Linked DNA regions of Mus musculus: region 2 is linked to region 1. The links are chromatin contacts, called in public Hi-C maps. All regions are on one chromosome and are shown on one strand. Each heading gives the region's core, a stretch centred on a gene start, on an enhancer-like site or on the middle of the called end of the contact. The rest is flanking DNA. Distances are from core to core; before and after follow the strand shown. Region 1 has its middle 80 kb from the start of Gm31894. Region 2 overlaps Plxna4 (plexin A4).

Region 1 (5,331 bases), core at 1,227-3,726:
GAGAGGCACAGCTCGTAGCTCCAGAGGCCCAGCACTGTGGTAGTGGGAAGAAGAAAGACAGGGGACAATGGCAGTCCCACAGAGGTGGTATGGAAACAGAAGGGCCTTGAAGAATGATACCCCAATCCTCAAACTAGCAGAACAAGAGTAGGTTGAGCACGTCCAGGAGGCTCTAGCTCCCAAAAGCCACCATGAGAAATATCAGGTCCCAAGGCCTCTTCATATAAGTGTGTCTGAGCCAGGAGTGATACAGTGGAAGAAAAGTCGCATTATCCAGTTCCAAGGATGCTCGTTCAGGATGGGAATGATCATGACCTTCCGTCCCTCCCTCATAATGCCTCAGCCTGGGTTCCCCCACCTCCCAGGCAAAATCCCCAGATCTCACCCACTGCCCTGTACTCCAGCTTGGTGTTCATGGTGAGCTCTCACAGGGACCTCCTTCCTGGGGGCCTGTCAGAGCAAGCTCGGTACACAATCAATGGAGTTTCTCGGCAGCAGCTGGCAAGTGCTTTCAATGAATTGGAAAATCTGGTTGATGTGTCCTAAAGTCTAGTGCTTACAAGAAGGCTTGGGTGTGGGAAGTACTTTTCAGTTAGGCCTGACTTTTCTGTCTCCCGCCATCCTCCTCTCTGTGCTCCAGAGGTTTTTTTTTTTTTTTTTTTTTTTTTTTTTTTTTTTAAAGTTAAAATGTGGCACATCTTTTATTAATATCTTGTAAGACATGCTTCCTCAAGTAAATGGTTCTTTGCCTTAGGGATCAATGTGATAGTTGGAGGGGTGCTTGAGTTTATGTGTGGGTCTGTTGAGGGAGTGGGGAGGAGAAGGATGCTGGGCCGGTGTTTACTGACGATGCTCACCTGTGCAAAGTGTGCTTGCATTTTATTACAAGTATATCTTGCATCACAGGTACACACGCATACAGCTGTGCCTCCTCTTGTGCCCTATTGAGACACCCAGTCTCTGGGTGTCTCAAATATCTATGGTCTGTCTACATGAACAGACAGGGGACCAGAGGGCTGCCAAAATGCCCCTAACTCACCAAGACCCCCTGCAGGTCGGGAAGTGTACTGGCTGGTTTGTGTGTCAACTTGACACAGCTGGAGTTATCACAGAGAAAGGAGCCTCCCTTGAGGAAATGTCTTCGTGAGATTCAGCTGTAAGGCATTTTCTCAATTAGTGATCAAGTGGGGCAGTCCCCTTGTGGGTGGGACCATCCCTGGGCTGGTAGTCTTGAGTTCTATAAGAGAGCAGGCTGAGCAAGCCAGGGGAAGCAAGCCAGTAAGGAATATCCCTCCATGGCCTCGGCATCAGCTCCTGCTTCCTGACCTGCTTGAGTTCCAGTCCTGACTTCCTTGGTGATGAACAGCAATGTGGAAGTGTAAGCTGAATAAATCCTTTCCTCCCCAACTTGCTTCTTGGTCATGATGTTTGTGCAGGAATAGAAACCCTGACTAAGACAGGGAGGTACATGTTTCTAAGGGTTCCCCTTATCTTCCTTTTCTCTCTTCCCTCTCTGGTATCTTCCAGAAATAGTCCCCTTCCTCCTGCTTCTCCACAGAGTCAGATAGAGAAGTATGCTTGACAAGAATTCAGAGCTGCAGTCCTTAAAGCAGAAAGGCCTAGAAACCAATGCCAGCCACCCATTCTGTGGATGGGCATACTGAGGCTCAAAGACACAAAGGATTTTTTCTCCTATGTGCCCAGAGAGGTCCTTGCAGAGCCAAGACCACAGCTTGGTTTCCCCCATCCTATCACACCACCTTGTCTTCAGTGCAGGAAACCTTCCTCCCACTCAGGTCAGAGCTGCGGTGTAGTGTTGCTGATGAGCATGGCTGTTCAAGGAGATGGTCGCAGCATCTGCAGGTGATGCTCACACTAACTGTCTCAAGGACATGGTGACCAGGTAGCCTTCCTCCTCAAGGAGCAGAAAGAAGGCAGCAGCAGGGATTGGAATGGGACGGTCTGCCTGTCAGTCAACCTAGTCCCCTGAGTCCCCCAGACATGGCTCTGGCATGCCAGAGGGCTGAGGCCAGTATGCTCTACGAAAGAACTGAGAGAAAGGTACAAACCCAGGCTTGAGCCCTGGAAGGGACTTTAGAGATGATCAATTTTTAAATAATCTCCGCTTCATATTCAGAAACTTGACACACAAGGGCTTGGTGACCTGCCCAAAGAAACATGGAGAGATCGCCAAGTTTATAAACCCTGCCCCTCCACCCCACTCCCACCCTATTAGGAATTGATGCTTCTCTGCTCCTCTGGGAACAGTCTGACCTGTGCTCAGATGAAATGCTAATCCTGAGCGACTCACCGATGTGGTCAGTACGCTCTGAAGCCCCGCCCCCTCTTCTCCGTTTTCTTCCCCAAGCCACTCTGCTTCCTTAAAGGCAGAACAGATGAGGAAGGCACACACACAGATGTGCCAGGATCTGCAGCTGGCAGGCTCGGAAGCCCTCTCTCTTAAGCATTGCTCCACCCTAGCCTGCACCAGTAGCAAAGAAGTAAAGACCTCGCGGATGAATGAGAACGGGGCGGTGGGAAACCCAATTCGTTCTCCAAGGACACGAGCGCCCTCTGCTGTTCGCATGATGAATTACGGATTCGGACTAAACCGCATGAACGCAGCAGCTAAGTCTCACCAAATCAAGAGGGTTGCAGCCACCACCACCACCACCACCACCACCACCACCACCACCACCACCAACAACAACAACAACAACAACAACAACAACAACAACAACAACAACAACAACAACAACAACAACACATAACTAAAGAAAAGACCAATAAAAGTGAGACCCAAAGTGGAATCTGGGAGGAGAAAAGCTGCCTGAGTTCTTCTATGTGGACCTTCGAGCAAAGTTCAAGGTCCTGCCCATTCCCCATTTACCCGCTTTGTGCTCCCCAGGTATTTTCTAGTTTGATTTCAAAGCAAGCTGTGTAGTGATTTGGGGGTAGGGGGAGCCTACTTACTCCACAACCTCTTGAGTTCTGAGAGTTTATAAATATTCACCTTGGCAACTTTGAGCACAGATCAAAGCTACAGTAGATAGGATGAAGGACTAGAACGCTGGGATACAGCTCCATGGCTGTCACTTCCTACTCGTGTTGGACCTTTCTGTGCCTCGCTCTCCTCATCTGTAGAATGGGTCTTCTGAGTCCTAGGGAATTCCCTTAGGTAACAGATGGTGCAGTTTTGGCAAGCCAGGGTGGAGAGATCCGATTCAGGCCCCCGACCCTTATCAGTTTTCTTCCCTGTTTTGTGAGCAGTAGTGAGGTAAAGGGGTTACAGAGATAGGACACTGTCTTGCTCCATTTCTCCACATGGGTGACCACAGAGCAAGGCCTCTGGTAATTCTATTGCAGCCTTGGCGATTTACTGAGCTCCTATTAGTAGGCAAGGCCTGCTGTGTAAATTCTGCGGGCTCCTGAGGACTGGTGCTCAGGAAGACAGGAGGGCACAGAGTAGAGATCCCAGAACAGCATAGGAGCCTTGAGATTGGAGCCTGGGAGGCCAAGGACAGGCCAGCTTCCTCTGAGTCTAGCATTTCCCGAGGCCAGCCCTGAAATGACTTTCCTTGTCTAAAAGGTCAAGGTCATGGGCTTGGGGGTGTAGTGCTGTAAGGCAGAGCGCTACCATGTGTGTCTCCCGACAGCTGCTCTGTCTCCTGGTCTCAGTGACAACACAGCCGTTAAGGAGACCTCGCCCGTGATCGGTGTGGAGGATGCGCGTACATTATCATATGATCATGGCATTCGTCAGCGATCCCTTTCCTATTTTCTGCATGAGGCTCCCTTATTTGAATGTGTTTCCTCAACAGAAATGAGAACTCTTCTTTGTCCCTTCTTCGGTCCCAGAGCTGTGGTGGGGCGGGGATATCCCAGGTGCATCTGCGAGGAAGCTTCCAGAGGGACCCAGAATGCTATTACTGAAGGCTAAATGTTCCGTGGCTAAAAGCTGCTGTAGCAATCTTGGCATCCACTCTGTTTGAATGGGTACATTACTGTAATGTCCCATTGCTGCCGTCAGCACGCAGAGGGCTGGGCTATTTGTAACCGCTGAGACGCCTGAGCAGCAACATAAAGATCAAATGGTAGAGACTTCCTCTGCCTCAGCTGAGACAACCAGGCTCAGGGCTTTGAATTTGGCCGGCCACCTACCTCAGAAGCTGTGGCCCAGGGCTTCTGGTGTGTGGGAGCGCTACGGGGAGAGGAGGGTGGTAAGACAGGGTGGGCTAGAGAGAGAAAATAAGGGGAGAGGGCAGAGGCAAGGTGTGGACCCAGGAGCGAAGACTTCGGCATAACTCCACCCCCACGCTCCTGAACCCTGTCCTGAAGCCACCATCTGCCCCCTATCCAGCCCCCTCTGCCCCTCAGATCAGGTCGATGACTTCAAGGTGTTCAGGAGAGCAGCTGCAGGTTTCTACCCCTGCTATCACACACAGAAGAAGATGCAAAACCAGTCGCTCCCCCAAGGTCCAATGTGGGTGCAGGGAGGGCTGGGGGACTTTTAGTGTTCTGGATGGAATTTAGAAGGTGAGAGGAGATGAAAATACGGTAGGAGGGATCAATATGTCAAGATCATGTTACCACGCACTCAAGGCTACTTCTGCCTTATGTGGCGTTAAACCTCCCCGCCCCACACACCACCACCACCACCACCACCCCACCCCGCCAAGTCGTTATGTGGTCTGGTTGTTCCTGTCCGTGGGTCCCCATCCACACCCTGGGAGTTCATATGAGCTTTGATCATGTTGATTTAAAGGGGCTTGTTTTCTTGGCCTCCTCTGTCCCCTCTGGCTCTTACCCCCTCTCTGCTTCCTCTTCCTCGGGGTTCCCTGGGGGGGGGGACTTGATGGAGACACCCCATGTAGGGATGAGTGCCTCTGATCTTCTCTATACACTGCCAGCTGACACCCTTATGGCTGTGTGGTGGTGTGTGATACCTCCCCTCCCCCGTTTACACACAGTCTCCTCTAGCCAGGCTGTGCCTTTCAGCCTAGGTGTGCTGGTGGCCACTTCACTTCTGTCCCTCCCGTGTCCTATCACATCACCAGGATTCTTCCCAACCCATACTCATCGAATTTACTTATTTGTGTGTGTGCACACACACATACACACACTTTTGTGCATGCACAAGTCCATGCACAACTGTACCCTGGTGCTTGTGTGGAGGCCAGAGAACAACTTAGAAAAATCATTTCTCTCTTTTGACCCATATGGGTCTGGTATTCAAACTCGGGCAGTCAGGCTTGGCAGCATCACCTGCTGAGCCACTTCACCAGTCCCTCATTCTTATATAATTATGGCAATTTATATACAGTGTAATGG
Region 2 (5,331 bases), core at 1,151-3,650, 250 kb before region 1:
TGGCCTGGTAATTCCTCAGGCAGGACACAAACCACAGCAGTTGTGGCCTCTCAAAGCTCCAGAGAATTAAAAGGTGCACTGGGACGCAGGCCTGCGTTAGTTCTGCATCACCATCAGGAAAGAGCTCAGCCTCTAGAGTCTAACATTGGGGGGTTCAAATTCTATTCCTACTTCTTGTGAACTTCGGCTAATTCTCCTGGTCTTAGCGACTGTGTCTCAAAACTGCAGGTACTTAACTACTTTGCAAGCCATGATGGAGGTTGTCTTAGTCAGGGTTTCTATTCCTGCACAATCATCATGACCAAGAAGCAAGTTGGGGAGGAAAGGGTTTATTCGGCTTACACTTCCACATTGCTGTTCATCACCAAGGAGGTCAGGACTGGAACTCAAGCAGGTCAGGAAGCAGGAGCTGATGCAGAGGCCATGGAGGGATGTTCTTTACTGGCTTGCTTCCCCTGGCTTGCTCAGCCTGCTTTCTTATAGAACCAAGATTACCAGCCCAGAAATGGTCCCACCCACAAGGGGCATTTCCCCCTTGATCACTAATTGAGAAAATGTCCCACAGCTGGATCTCATGGAGGCATTTCCTCAACTGAAGCTCCTTTCTCTGTGATAACTCCAGCTGTGTCAAGTTGACACATAAAACCAGCCAGTACAGAGGGTAAACAGATACTAGGCCCCATCATGCATGACAACTGAGAAGGACTTGGTTGTGTTAGCCGGATCAACTGTGTGCACAATAGAGGGGCCTGTTCTTCGGGCAGTTAGCGAGGCAGCCAGAAGCTCATGTTAAGATCCCAAATCTCCCCGCAGGTCCCAGGCTACCGGCAGGAGCGTGTGGAGAAAGGACTCAAGCTCTTCGCCCAGCTCATCAACAACAAGGTGTTCCTGCTCTCTTTCATCCGCACTCTGGAGTCTCAGCGCAGTTTTTCCATGCGCGACCGAGGTAACGTGGCCTCCCTCATCATGACGGTACTTCAGAGCAAGCTAGAGTATGCCACTGACGTGCTGAAGCAGCTACTGGCTGACCTCATTGATAAGAACCTGGAGAGCAAGAACCACCCCAAGCTGCTGCTCAGGAGGTGAGAAAGGCCTACGGTGGCCAGCTGGGGTCAGAGTATCCCCTACCCCAGCCCAATCCTAATGTACGGCTCGTGGAAGCCCTCAGGTTCACCAGGCAGGCTGCAGAGGGATCAGCTATGTTTCCTAAGGGTGATGCACTGACCTGTGAGAGGCCACTCCCACATGTTACCTGGGTGTCCACAGCCCAGTTCATCCTGTACCTGCTTTCCATTATATTCCTGACCTTCTGAATTGTACCATTTCCCCTGTCATTCTGGGTCAGTGATCAGTTAGGCCACGGCCTGGCCTCACCTAGGCCTGGACTAGAAGTAGAACAAGACCACAAGCTGCCCGTGAGCCCGTAACAAGAGCAGAATACAAGCATATAGACAGAAAGCTATGTAGGCCTCTGCCAGACCTGATGGGGACCTACATTTTAACAGGGAACTAAGTAAGTAATTAAAAAGTTCCCATTTGAGAAACAGGAAGTGAAAGTCTTAGGACAACTGACTCAGTGCAGCCCAGCAAACAGGTCCTGACCCCTGCCATAGGCACAGGACTTACTGCTGGACAGTCAGATGCTGTTAGGTGTCCTTATGCCTGTGGCCAGTCTCCTGACACAAGCAAGTCAGAGTAGGAGTGGTTTCTTGCGGCTCATGGTTTGAGGAAATACAGGCCATCATGGTGAGCAAGGGATTGGCAGCTTTGTGTCCAGTGGTTTGCTTCCTCCTGCCAGGCCCCATCACTTAAAGGTTCCATGACTGTTCAAAGCAGTGTCACCACCATCTGGGGACCCAGCGTTCAAACCTGTGAACCTGTAGAAAATATCTCCTTTGAACCATAACACATGTTTCTACCACATGTTTTGAAAACTCACAAGGTTAGACAAGTGTCAGCCCTGTCTGCCCTGGGACTTTGACTTGGTTAGAAAACCGCAGGTACTCCATTCTCGGCTTGCTCCCCTTGAACGATGAGCATATCGCTTCTTAGTTATTAATCCAATGTCCAGCCCTGTGGCACATCTGCAGTTAGAAAACACCATGAAAAACACCTGTCCCCAGCTTTCTGCTCAGACCACCCCATCCCACCTGACCTCTGCCCCGTGGTTTCCATGTCAGACTCCAGGCCTCTCAGGATTGCTCACCGGTGACTGGCAGCCAGATAGACTTAGTTTTCTGAACAGTTTGCTCTGGGATTTCTCTGGTGGGGAGGGAGGGCACTTGTGCACACAGCTGCAAAAGGCTCCAGTGCAGAGGAGAATCCCACAGCTCTGCCAGCGGCAAGGTAGATAATTTTGATTTTTGTTTTACTTTCGCTGTGTAGCCACCCACTGGCATAATTCTAGGGTTGCCGCTGCTTGCTAGCACTCCCACTGACAACTTCCTGGCGTGGTCTCATGGTCTCACTCTGGGGCTCTGTCTTCTCTCCTTATTTTCTGCTTGTGCTCCCGGATGCTTCTGCACTGTTGTCCCACCCCACCCCCTGCCACTTCCTTCTTTTCTTCTTGCCACTGGCTGCCCCCCCCCCCAACCTCCAACATTCTTCCTTCTTTCCCTTCCCTGGCTTCACTGCCAACCAGCAGCTATCTGGACACCTGGAGATTTCAGTTAACAACTAACAACTGTGTATTTAAATCCACCAAACCTATCAGGATGGGCTAATTTGTCTCTGGAGCTGGCCATGCTCTCAACCCAAGTTTCAACCTAGGCTGTCCACTTGCTACTGGCCCCATTTAGCTACTGGGCACTTGAAATACGGCCAGTGTGCATCCTAAATCAACAATGCCACCACAGCATCCACTTTTCCAAAGAAAACAATAAGAAGGCTTGCATTGTGACATGTTAGACTCAAATAAGTATTGCCTGCTGTTGCAGCGGCCTTTGAGGTAGGACAATGCTATGGCCCTCCTCTGTGTGGCTGCCAATGCTGTGGGTCTAAATAAGGCAGCAGGATTTATATGGAATACCTGGTCTCTCTATTGTGATTGACTTCCTATGTCCCGCTACAGATTCCTCTTTTCTTCCTATGTCCCACCTAACTGGTACCCCCTTGTTTCCTGTTCTATTTCTCCTTTCTTTCTTATCAATAGGGATGTGCCCATCAATGCATTCTCAAATTTTTCTAAGGCTGTTCCATCCAATAGGAAAACTTCTACCACATATAATGACTCAAATCTAAATTCACTAAATAAAGTGTGTAAACTTCAGCTCCTCAGACCCACTAGCCACATTTCAAGTGTTCAGGGGCCACGTGTGGCAAGTAACAACTGGACAACATAGGTGAGGACCTTTGCCATCACTGTGAAGTGGTATAGGATGGTACAAAGAAGACCCCCACATAGGCCATATGCATGCCCAGATGCCAAGATCCAGATTCCCAGACAGAGCTCTGTTCTCAGCCCCGGAGCCTGGCAAGCTATAAGATTCTGCTGTGTGTTAGGTTACCAGACTCTGAAGTCTGTAACATGCTGGCAGGTTCTCCCCCATTCTATCCAGCCCATGGCCTCTGACCAATCACCTCTTGTCTTCTTTCTCCCATCCTCTCTATGACTGATACCAGGACGGAGTCGGTGGCCGAGAAGATGTTGACTAATTGGTTCACTTTCCTCCTCTACAAGTTCCTCAAGGTAGGATGGGATGAGGACCAATTTCCAGCCCGTCTTCCTCCCCTATGTGTAAGCCTTTACCTCCTGGGCCTGCCCAGCTTTACAACTACTGTGTCCATTCTTTTGGAGCCTGATGCATCCAATCCACAAGAAATGAAGTTCTTTATTGTCAGGGAACTGAATTGAAGAGCGCTCCCTGTCTGGTCCTAACTTCAGAAACAACACCCTCTGTGGTTAGTTCTTTCCACATGAGGAGTACCACTGAGACGGTTCCATTTGGTCCAAAAGCTAATTCCCCAATTTTAGCTGAGCACACGTTACCTGTAAGTTCCTGGTGTCCTCTCCCTTCCCAACATCCTCTTCTTCCTCCTAGTACCAGACTTATGGAAGCTGATTAAGGATCCTAGAGCAGGCACATAAGGCATGATGCTGCAGATGAGCCAAGGATGTGCCTAGGAGGTGGAAGAGCAGAGCCGCTGGGCTTTCAGTCACAAGCTTCAGTGGACCAGCCTCTGCTGATGTGGTGGGGTAGGAGAAAGAGCAGAAAGGAGGGGAGGAGGGGAGAAAGGAAGGACAGGCTCTGAACAGGTGGCAAGAAGGAGCAGGACCACCTGGGTCTACAGAGACAGGGCCCATGCAAGTCTGAAGAGTACAGAAGGGGTAATGGGAAAAGGCAGCCCAGAAGCAGGCAGGACCAGGAAAGCCAGGGCAGTGGTGGTGCCCTGCATCTCTTGGCTCCCTGAGCTCTAAGCATGGGATTCTTCTCTCATGCAGGAGTGTGCTGGGGAGCCACTCTTCTCCCTGTTCTGTGCCATCAAGCAGCAGATGGAGAAGGGCCCCATTGATGCCATCACCGGAGAGGCCCGCTACTCGCTAAGTGAGGACAAACTCATCCGACAGCAGATTGAATATAAAACCTTGGTGAGTATCCTCAGTGCTCCCCTTAGCTCTGGCAGGTCAGCTCTCAAACCACATCTCTAACTTTATCTGCTGTAGGGCCCAGGCAGGGGCTCCCCTGTGTGTGCCCAACTCTGTTTCCGGTGGTCCATGCACCACGGTATCCCAGTGGCTCAGCTGTAGCTCAGTGACTCTTCAGCTGGTGCATGGGTGTGGTTCGAGACAGGTGCTGAATTGAATAGTCAGGGCCCAGTAGGAATGTGGGCGGAGGTCGTGCTGTTAGGGACAGATGCTCACACAGACATGTTCAGATCCTATGGCCAGGTAAGGAGATGATCCCCTCAGAACAAAGCTGTTTCCGCTAGCTGGGAGTCCATTCTGGTTTTTCTATTCCCCTCTTTCTAAGGGGCCGAGAATCCCAACAGATTGACTACTGGAGAACCCAAAGGTACCTCTTAGGCCTCTGGTCCCTCTCATTTTCTAGGTCATAGAAAAAAGTCACAGACTACAATAAAAATGGCAAAGATGGAAGACACCCTGCCAGAAATAGAGGCTTGAATGGACTTCTTAGTGAAAGAGAAATACATTTAAATGTTTCTGGTTCCACCCTCTGCCGTCCCCTTGCAACACAATCGGTTATAAGCACCATCATACTCTGTCCCCAAATTGCAGCAGCCTTTGTTCCTCAAGCCAAAAGATCGTGTCCAGCTAGTGTCAGGTGACAGACTTACAGAGCATGTAAAGAATTCAGTGGACTTTGGCTGACC

What was found. A called contact is a pair of places that touch in the nucleus more often than the background predicts.
Region 2: a contact with region 1 is called in a Hi-C map of cerebral cortex, with 3 times the contacts expected there. The contact joins two enhancer-like sites. A contact is called at or near these places in 8 of 484 Hi-C or Micro-C datasets (cerebral cortex, cortical neurons, embryonic stem cells and 2 more), 4 of 115 datasets of contacts at active chromatin or transcription factors (SST interneurons, embryonic stem cells and forebrain) and 1 of 9 other capture datasets (embryonic stem cells).

The regions. Positions count from the first base shown.
Region 1 is chr6:31,935,591-31,940,921 of GRCm38.p6, reverse strand. No RefSeq gene overlaps it. Among named protein-coding and RNA genes, the nearest start is that of Gm31894, 80 kb to the left of the region's middle. Within about 2 kb of position 2,476, at least 46 of the 459 cell types and tissues checked have an H3K27ac peak or open chromatin away from gene starts, as enhancers often do. A contact at or near this core is called in cerebral cortex, where this site is marked.
Region 2 is chr6:32,181,045-32,186,375 of GRCm38.p6, reverse strand. It overlaps Plxna4 (plexin A4), which reads left to right. Exons shown (of 32, transcript NM_175750.3): 22 at 814-1,082; 23 at 3,622-3,688; 24 at 4,442-4,588. Among named protein-coding and RNA genes, the nearest start is that of Gm13850, 72 kb to the right of the region's middle. Within about 2 kb of position 2,400, at least 14 of the 459 cell types and tissues checked have an H3K27ac peak or open chromatin away from gene starts, as enhancers often do. A contact at or near this core is called in cerebral cortex, where this site is marked.